Regions from separate parts of the Macaca mulatta genome. Here region 2 is linked to region 1. A link is a contact called in public Hi-C data. All regions are on one chromosome and are shown on one strand. The core of a region is the stretch at or near the end of the contact, and the rest is flanking DNA. Distances in the headings are between cores, read along the strand shown.

Evidence for each region. A called contact is a pair of places that touch in the nucleus more often than the background predicts.
Region 2: a Hi-C map of fibroblasts shows a contact between it and region 1, with 3 times the contacts expected there. The contact joins two enhancer-like sites. A contact is called at or near these places in 3 of 14 Hi-C or Micro-C datasets (fetal cortex germinal zone, fibroblasts and liver).

Annotation. Positions count from the first base shown.
Region 1 is chr4:171,469,835-171,474,376 of T2T-MMU8v2.0, reverse strand. No RefSeq gene overlaps it. Among named protein-coding and RNA genes, the nearest start is that of TMEM170B, 120 kb to the left of the region's middle. Within about 2 kb of position 2,131, at least 3 of the 40 cell types and tissues checked have an H3K27ac peak or open chromatin away from gene starts, as enhancers often do.
Region 2 is chr4:171,538,921-171,543,462 of T2T-MMU8v2.0, reverse strand. No RefSeq gene overlaps it. Among named protein-coding and RNA genes, the nearest start is that of TMEM170B, 46 kb to the left of the region's middle. Within about 2 kb of position 2,507, at least 6 of the 40 cell types and tissues checked have an H3K27ac peak or open chromatin away from gene starts, as enhancers often do.

The DNA of each region.
Region 1 (4,542 bases), core at 882-3,381:
TGCAGTTTGATGTCATACCCCTGGAAAACGGCAGCTGAGGGATTCCATCTTGGGTTTGTGTGAGTCACAACATGACTCTGCCTCCCACCGGTGCTGCCATATTTGGTCCACACGTGAATTGCTGTGATTACCAGCTTTTTTCTTTCCTGGAGACCTTTGGTGGCCTCTGTTTATGCAGCTGAAGGAGACACTTACGACCTCATTCCTAACAGTTTTGGGAGCTGACAGCAGAACATTCAAGGAATGACATCAAGTGGCTTTCCTCAAGGTCATTTCCTGCTGGTGATCGCTGCAAAGATCACATTCTTTAAGGATGTGTCGGGGTCGGAAACAGACCCTATTCTGTCAGGCGAGAGATGCCTGGAGCAGCTGTAACGGGCAGACGTGTGTGTGTGTGTGTGTGTGTGTGTGTGTGTGTGTGTGTACATCCTCCATGACAAGCTTTGATGGTGAAGACAATCCCTCCTTCCCCCGCCACACTTCACTAAAAACAAACCAGGCCTGCTGGGATGCATGACTCACGCTTGAACCGGAGTCTTCACCCTGAGACAATCATTCTCATTTTAAAAGCAAATGCTGAACTCAACAGCTACTGGGGTGACTTTGCCCGTCTTAATTTGGCTTGTTAAAGACAGCGCCTCCTTAGCTGCTTGAAGCAGAACTTACTTAAGTGGACCTTCCATGACTTGTTCCTTTTCCTATCCAGGGCTCACATTAAGAATTGTCTGCAGCTGGAGGCATGAAACAATGATAGGATTTGGAGTCAGGGTGTCCTGATTTCATGTGTGTGTTCTGCTCTGCCCTTTCATTACCACACGGTGGTGGGCAATTTACCCATATGAGCATGAGGCGCCTCGCCTGTGGAATGGATGGAAACCTGCTGTATTGGAGAATGTTCATTCTTTCCAGATAATGCATGTGACGCACCTGCCACGTAGTAGACGCTCAACCACAGGGATATTAGCATTGATTTTGTTGCATGTTCTCTGCTTAGCTATCATTTTCTCCCTTCCTCCTTTATTTTGCATTAATTGATTTCTGTAAAGGAGGAAACTGCTGGGCACAGTGGCTCACACCTGAAGTCACCACTTTGGGAGGCCAAGGTGGGAGGATCTCCTGAGGCCAGGGGTTCAAGACCAGCCTGGGGAACATAGCGAGACTACTGTCTCTAAAGAAAAGTTCTAAAAAATTAGCCAGGCATGGAGGTGTGCTCTTTGTAGTCCCAGCTACTCAGGAGGCTGAGGCAAAAGGCTTACTTGAGCCCAGGATTTCGAGTTATGATTGTGCCACTGCACTCCAGCCTGTGTAACAGAGCAAGACCCTACGTCAAAAAAGTTTTTAAAGGAGGAAGTCATCAGTTATGTGTATTACACAGATTCACTGGTGGTTTTGCCATCTCTTCCATCCCTTTGAAGTTCTGCATCGCCGGTGGGAGGACATTGGTCAGAACAAGCACAGTGTGGAGGCAGAAGTAGAGAACAGAGGACCTCATCTCTCTCTCCCCCTGGGCTCTGCTCTAATCTGATGAGGGCCCATGGGAACATCACCTAAACTCTTGGGGGCCTGTGTTCATTTGTCTGTGAAAAGAGGGGCTTAAATTAAATGATCATTGAACCGTTCAAGCTCTTGCTGGGCTGTTTCAGGGGGCTCTTCTCTCTGGAGCATTGATTTGAATTTTGGTGCCGAGCCAGCCAGTGCATGAAATGCTACCACTTTGCTCAGTCTCGTAGATGTTTTTCTGTATTTCCTATGTTCAGCATAAAGGGAGCCAGCCCACTACTACCTTTAATACGAACTGCCCTTTGGAGGATGAAGCGCGAGGCAAGCAGTGCTTGTCTCTGCTAATAGACCCAAACATTTCCAGGAGAATTATTTTTTTTCTCCTTTGTACTCATAACACATCGCTTGTTTTTGTGAAGGTGTTTACACACAGCTGATTTATAAGGTATTATATTTCTCTAAAACATAATCTGCGTTGGTTCTATTGGCCAGTTAAAATTGGTATCCTAGCACAACTTGTTAAGAAATTACATATCATTCCTCTGGTTTTTCTCACACTCAGGAATGGTAGGTTGAGAAATATGATTCCAGTTCATAAAAGCCTGAGAGGGAGTAACTGGCTCTATTTATGTTTTATCCAAGAATGTGGAATTTGAAGCTTTTCTCAAAGTGAAAGTTGGCCGACTGGATCCGTGTGCTTGGGCCAAATATGAGTATGAGAAACATTCTCAAACCTTTTTGGAATCCTAGGACATTAGACACTGAAGGGGCCTAAAGGATTTCTGGGCAATTCTTTCTCCTTCTCTCATGCCACAGTAATTATTTACAGTTCTTGCCCTTCGTTTAGCTCAAAAGTGAACTCCACATGAAGCATATTACCTTAGAGAAAATGTTCACTTAAAGGAAGCCACCTGTTCAGGAAAACAAATTGTCCCCAAGAGAAGTGGTGGAACACAGATGGGGATTTTTTTCTTCAATAAGGAGAAATTTAAATTCTCTATATTCTAAAAAATTTACCAAATTGGTTGCACCAGGGTATTTTTTTTTTTTTTTTTTTTTTTTTTTTTTTTGGAGAGGGAGTCTCGCTCTGTTGCCCGGGCTGGAGTGCAGTGGCGCCATCTCGGCTCACTGCAAGCTCCGCCTCCCGGGTTCACGCCATTCTCCTGCCTCAGCCTCCCGAATAGCACCCGGGTTTTTAATATCCAGTTCAACTGGGAGACATTTATACTCTGTGAAGGCTGAAGAGTCAGTGTAAATTTGGCCAGCAGGTGGCACCAAATGTTTTCATTAGAAAAATTGCTAAAGGAAAGCCTGGTCAGCATTCTCCTAGTTAAAAGCAAAAAAAAAAAAAGAAAAAGAAAAAGAAAAAGAAAAAGAAAAAGACTCATTCACCCAAATTCAGGAAGCATGTGCCTTGCTTATTTGCCAGCGCTTTGGCAGTACACTGTGGCAGTTCAGGGTGAGTTATTTCCTTGAAGTTTGTTAAAAGGGAAACGTGGCTGAAATTCAAGTCTTGACACAAAGCTTTATTGGAGTTTTGCAGGACAATTAAAATCCAGTCTCTCAGCCCACAAACGGTTCCGTCAGCCCCCTTCTAGGCCTTGTAGGACACAGGATGCCCAAACAAAAGGCAGAGCGGGGCGGCATGGTTGGATTTTTCCTTTTAATCATTTGCCGCACAGTCTTATTCTTTCAGATCCCAAACCAGCTTTTATGGTCTGGTTAAAATTTTGTTCTGTTTAGAAAAGAGGGTATCCTAAAGCAACCTAACTGAGAAGGAATTGTTGCAGCGGGGCCCCGCCTGCTTTCAGATGTGGACGCTGCTGGGGATGATGTCTTTCTGCTCCCCACTCATGGTCTCCAGAAGAAAGTGCTGCCACGCTAAAGATCCAGAAAAACATTGGCCAATTTATTACCAACTTTCAGTTCTTCAGAAGCGTTTTTTTTTTAAATAAAAGAGGTGTGCCTTCATTTATTTATTAATTCATCCATTCATTTGATGAATATTTATTGAGTGTTCACTTGTGTCAGGCATCGTATTTAGAAGCCAGGGGAAGAGTGGTGGCTAAAACTACGTTCCAGCTTTAGGGTGGCTTCTAGTCTAAAGGAAGAAGCAGATACTCGTCAAGCCACCCGCGTGAATGTGCAGTAACAAGCTGCGGGAGGTGCTTTAAAGGCAAAGATCGCTGTCCCTGGATGTTGTGGAGCCAATGAAGTTGACCTAGATTCGTGGAGTGGTGGGAACAGGCAGGGTTCCCTAAAGAGGGACTCTGGAGCTGAGATTTGAAAGATGAGGAGGAAGTAATTAGGCAAAGGGATGGGAAGAGGTGAGAGGAAGATTTAGGCCAGGGAATTGCAGATTCAAAGGCTGTGGAAGGAGAGGGAGAATGGCAAGTTTGAGTTGAGAGTTTGAGATGCAAGCGTGGAGGGAACTCAGTAAGGGAAGCAGGAAGGGATGAAGTCACAGGAGTAAAAACTCACCATGAGTTCTGCACTTTTCTCTGCGTTTAGTATACTTTTCCTCTGCCAAATGGGAGAAGAAAGGTATGCACACACACACACACACACACACACACACACACACACTCCAACGCTGTTAATTACCAGATCTCTACCAGTTGCCCGCTTTGATGGGTAGTCTGTGGTATGGTTGGTTTGGAGCCAGTGTCAAAATATTGAGAAAAGTTTGGACATCTTTTTCCCCCAGTACAGTGACCTGTATAAATGGACACAAGTACCACTGGGGAAGGCTAGGAGGAAAAGTCACAGAACATACTTGACAATTTTAGCAGGAAGTGCTACCTTAAGCATCCTTATTTTCCCTTTAGTAAAGGGATGTGGGTCTGGGAACTGACTGGGTCTTAGACACGACCCCAAATTTCTGATGTAATAGCAGCCCCCATTCACCAGACCTGCAGTGTTTTCAGTTATACACCAAGTTGGGCCAGAAATCCTGCAATCAACTGGCCACACCCTAAGATCCCTGCAGGTCAGTTCATTCCGATAAGCCCTAATGTCTCGTAAGATGACTATACCCATTTC
Region 2 (4,542 bases), core at 1,258-3,757, 69 kb before region 1:
CAGAGTATTTTGGGAGCTCTTACCTGTAATGAGGTAATATCTCATTACTGTCAAAAACCAGATGAAATGATGTGGTTTTGAAAAATTATGAACTCAGGATTTGAATTGTCAAATTTATGCATATTTTGAATGTTTGGGATTTCTCAGGGAAGTGCTAAGTACCCAACTACTTTCAACTACTTTCTTGCCTGTGAAGAGATTGGAGCTGACAGAGCCAGTCACTATACATGTTTCAAATCTTGCTGGAATGAAAACTAGCTTCACTTTAAACATTGAGCGAGCATAATGGAAGTAAACATTTTTTCACATACACTGACATACTCGTTCCACATAATTACTCTGGAAATGTATTTTCTTCTTCCTTGGTAATTTTTAAAATTCATAATAATCATGAAATTATTCAATATATTTTCTCCCTGGCCATGAATATTAACATCTTGGACAAAATATGAATCTTGACATCCAAAAAAAGTTTTCTATTTTGGTTCTAGTATCTTTGGCTCTTGAAGTAATATTTTTGTAATTTTAAAACATAAGTCAGTTTTCTTTGGGCATTTTGTTATTTGCTGAGCATTCAAATAAGACATTAAATTTCACATTTACTTATTTCAGATTTAATGAGTGATTGATGAGGTCTGACTCTGTTGCCCAGCCTGGAGTGCAGTGATGTAGCTCACTACAGCCTTGACCTCCTGAGCTCAAGTGATCCTTCCTCCTCAGCTTCTCCAGTAGCTGGGACTACAGGTGTGCACCGCTAAGCTTGGCTAGTACATTTCAGATTTATCACCACCTACATTGGACAAAACTACAGGGAAAGGTAATTAGAAGGAAGATGCCTGAGTCTTAAACTGAGCCTTGTGTTTACCATTATGAATGAGTCCTAGTCAGGCTTGTGGAGAAACATTTCAGATTTACTGAATAGGTCCTTACACCATCTATGTTTTGCAGTTGAACCCTTATTATTTTGTTTTTGAGAGTGGATTGCTCACTATTTTGCCAAGGTTGGTCTCAAACTCCTGGACTTAAGCAGTCCTTCCCCTTAGCCTGCTGAGTAGCTGGGATTACAGGTGTGTGCCACCATGCCTGGCTTCGAACCCTTATTAGCTCATAAAATAGTGCATAAAACTTCTGGGTGCAGAGGGGAAAGTAAACAGGACCCATGGCACCTACTTACTCCTTGAGGAGTAAAACTTGGGTTTGCCTCTAGCTTCCAAATGGAAACTTAGGAGAAGAATCTATCCTGTCTGCTCTTCATTTTCCATGATTGATTGTCACTATGCATTCTTCTTTTGGACAATTTTATGAATATTCTTCAGGCTCAGAAAGTGCTGGGGACTGATTTGCAAAATGTAATTGCATCAGGTGGTTTTCTTGTAAAGCAAGAGTTCCGTCACTAGATGGTGCAGTGGTTCTATTTTATTTTTCTCCTTGCTTTTGCTTTGGACATTACCTATGAACTGAAATTAACTGTTACTTTTGGATTCATTTCCATGTGACATATTTAATGTTAATTTTTTTCCAAAGAAATGCACACCAGAAAATTAAATATGAGAAAAATTAAGGTTGCTTCATGTCATCACTAGCCAATTTAACTTTCCAAAGAATTATTAAGATAGGTTTCAAGGTTGTTTGCAAATTAGAAAATCACTTTAGTTTATGATTTTTGTAAGTCATTAATCTAGACTTTGATTTATGTATTTTTCTTAAATTCCAACTCAATGCATAATGGATTTATCTGATTTATTTTATCTAGTGTATCTTGTTTATTATTTAGAGAGTCACACTGTGTTACCCAGGCAAGTCGCGGTCTCCTAGCCTCAAGCAATCCTCCTGCCTCATCCTCTCGAATAGCTGGGATTACAGATGCAAGCCTTGACATCTTAGTATCTAATTTAATAGTCTACGCTTTCTTAGTGACACTTAGTTATACAGTTGGTCAACTTGGGGTTACACACACATAGTGCAATCGGCCTTGTATCATGAGACTTGGTTTTAAATTCCTCCTCCACCCACTTAGTAATTGAACTTGTCCGAGTCATTTAACTTCTGCAACAGTCTGTTCTTACATTAGTAAAATGGAATGACATCTCATGTTGCACGTAGTGAGTGCTTAGCAAATAACCTTTGTCCCACTGGCCTCTTTCAATGTATTGTCTGCACATAGAGGGATGATGTCCTTCCAGCCTTTACTAGAAGTTTCGGTAATAAGTTCAGGCACTTCTGTTTCAAAGACTAAGTCAGATTCTGTCCTGACAGAGAACAGTGCATTTTTAGGGAGGATTTGTTTTAGATTTAAACTGTCCCGTTGAAGCCTGCACTGCTTTTGCAACGAAGCCTGCTGAGGGAAATTTTAGAAACATATCTCAGTGGGAAAGAGCCTAGTTAGAAAGCAGGATGAATAAACTTGCTCAGCTAGCAAATTCCTCGCATTCTCTAAACCAAATATGTACAAGATGAGGAAGCCAAGGCGGCCAGCATAAATTAATCCTGAAAGATGGCCGGGACTTGCCCATCAGCTGTGCACATAGTCATCAACCACCACAGATCCTGTTGCTAATGAGCTTCTCTGCTTTGTTTACTATGCTACAGAGACAGACTATTTAGTTCAAACTCAGAGAGGGAGGGTTGGTCTTTTCAGCTCCAGGGTTCTGGTTGTAAAAGCGTTGAGTTTTGTTTTCCATAGTGTGGCCTGCAGCAGCCATGGAGACACAAATGGTCCTGCACTCAGGGTCTTCAATCAGGACTGAACTTCAGACACCAGATGGCGCACGCCTGTAACCTCAGCACTTTGGGAGGCCAAGGCGGGCGTATCACTTGAGGTCAGGAGTTCGAGACCAGCCTGGCCAACATGGTGAGACACCCTCTCTATTAAAAATATAAAAAATTAGCAGGGCATGTTGGCGGGCGCCTGTAATCCCAGCTACGCAGGAGGCTGAGGAAGGAGAATTGCTTGAACTCGGGAGGCAGAGGTTGCAGTGAGCCGAGATGGCACCACTGCACTCCAGCCTGGGCGACAGAGTAAGACTCTGTCGCAAAAATAAATAAATAAATAAATAAATAAATAAATAAATAAATAGAAAAGAGAAGAAAAGAAAAGGAGGACCAAACAGATTTTCATAAAACTACACTTGGCTTACTTTTTGTGGGAATTGGTGTTGGTGGGCGACTCCAAAATGTGTTAAAAGAAGACGCTTGTGTTATCTTTGATGTGGAAAATAGGAGAAGGTATGGGGATGAGTGGGAGATGTAGGGTTGAGGAAACTACAATTTTGAGAGACTCGTGACTTTCCTTTTTTTTTCTTTAAGTTCTGGGATCCATGTGCAGAACGTGCATGTTTGTTACATAGGTATACGTGTGCCATGGTGGTTTGCTGCACCTATTGATCCATCCTTTAGATTCCCTTCCCACCAGCAGGCCCTGGTGTGTGTCGTTCCCCTCCCTGTGTCCATGTGTTCTCATTATTCAACTCCCACTTAAGAGTGAGAACATGTGGTGTTTGGATTTCTGTTCCTGTGTTAGTATGCTGAGAATGATGGCTTCCAGCTTCATCATGTCCCTGCAAAGGACAAGATCTCATTCCTTTTTATGGCTGCATAGTATTCCATGGTGTATGTCTACCACATTTTCTTTATCCTGTCTATCATTGATGGGCATTTGGGTTGGTTCCATGTCTTTGCTATTATAAATAGTGCTGCAGTAAGCATATGTGCATGTGTCTTTATAGTAGAATGATTTATATTTTTTTGGATATATATCTGGTAATGGGATTGCTGGGTCAAATGGTATTTCTGGTTCTAGATCCTTGAGAAATCACCACACTGTCTTCCACAATGGTGGAACTAATTTGCATTCCCATCAACAGTGTAAAAGCATTCCTATTTATTGAGACTTGTGACTTTTGAAAGCCCTGTGCATGTTACCCGAGAGGAGATGACATGAGACCTGGGTCTTCTCCCAGGTTCTGACCCTTTGTGCTCATGAGACCTCATATTAGACTTAATCTCTCTATGCCAATTTCTTCTTCAATAAACCTGAAAACACATCAACTCTTTTTGCTTTCTCATAAATGCAAGTTGAAACTTGTAACAGGACAGCATCAGTATAGGCCTGTTATTCTCAGACTTTCCTAGGCCAGGACCAGTTTGGCTCCAAGCATTTGACACTTAACATGTCCGTGTAGTTCTGAGCCTTAGTCTATGTCCAGATTTATTTGAAACTTGTTTAACTTGGGGGATTTTTTTCCAAGGTGAACGAGAAGGGATGAAAAGTTCAAATCTAAACTCTAACTTCTGTTTTTTTCCTCTTTTTTGCAATTCAACAAGGCAGAGGTATTATTCCAATTTTGCTGATCCAGAAACGGAGGCATACAGGTTACATGTCTTGGCCAACATCATACACAAACATGTGTGTTCATATATGCACATGCAAGAATATATACACACACAGTGTCTTGATCTAAATTCAGCTTTTCAAATAACTTCTGTTCTGTTTTTGTTTTTGTTTTTGTTTTAGACAGGATTTCGCTCTTGTTGCCCAGGCTG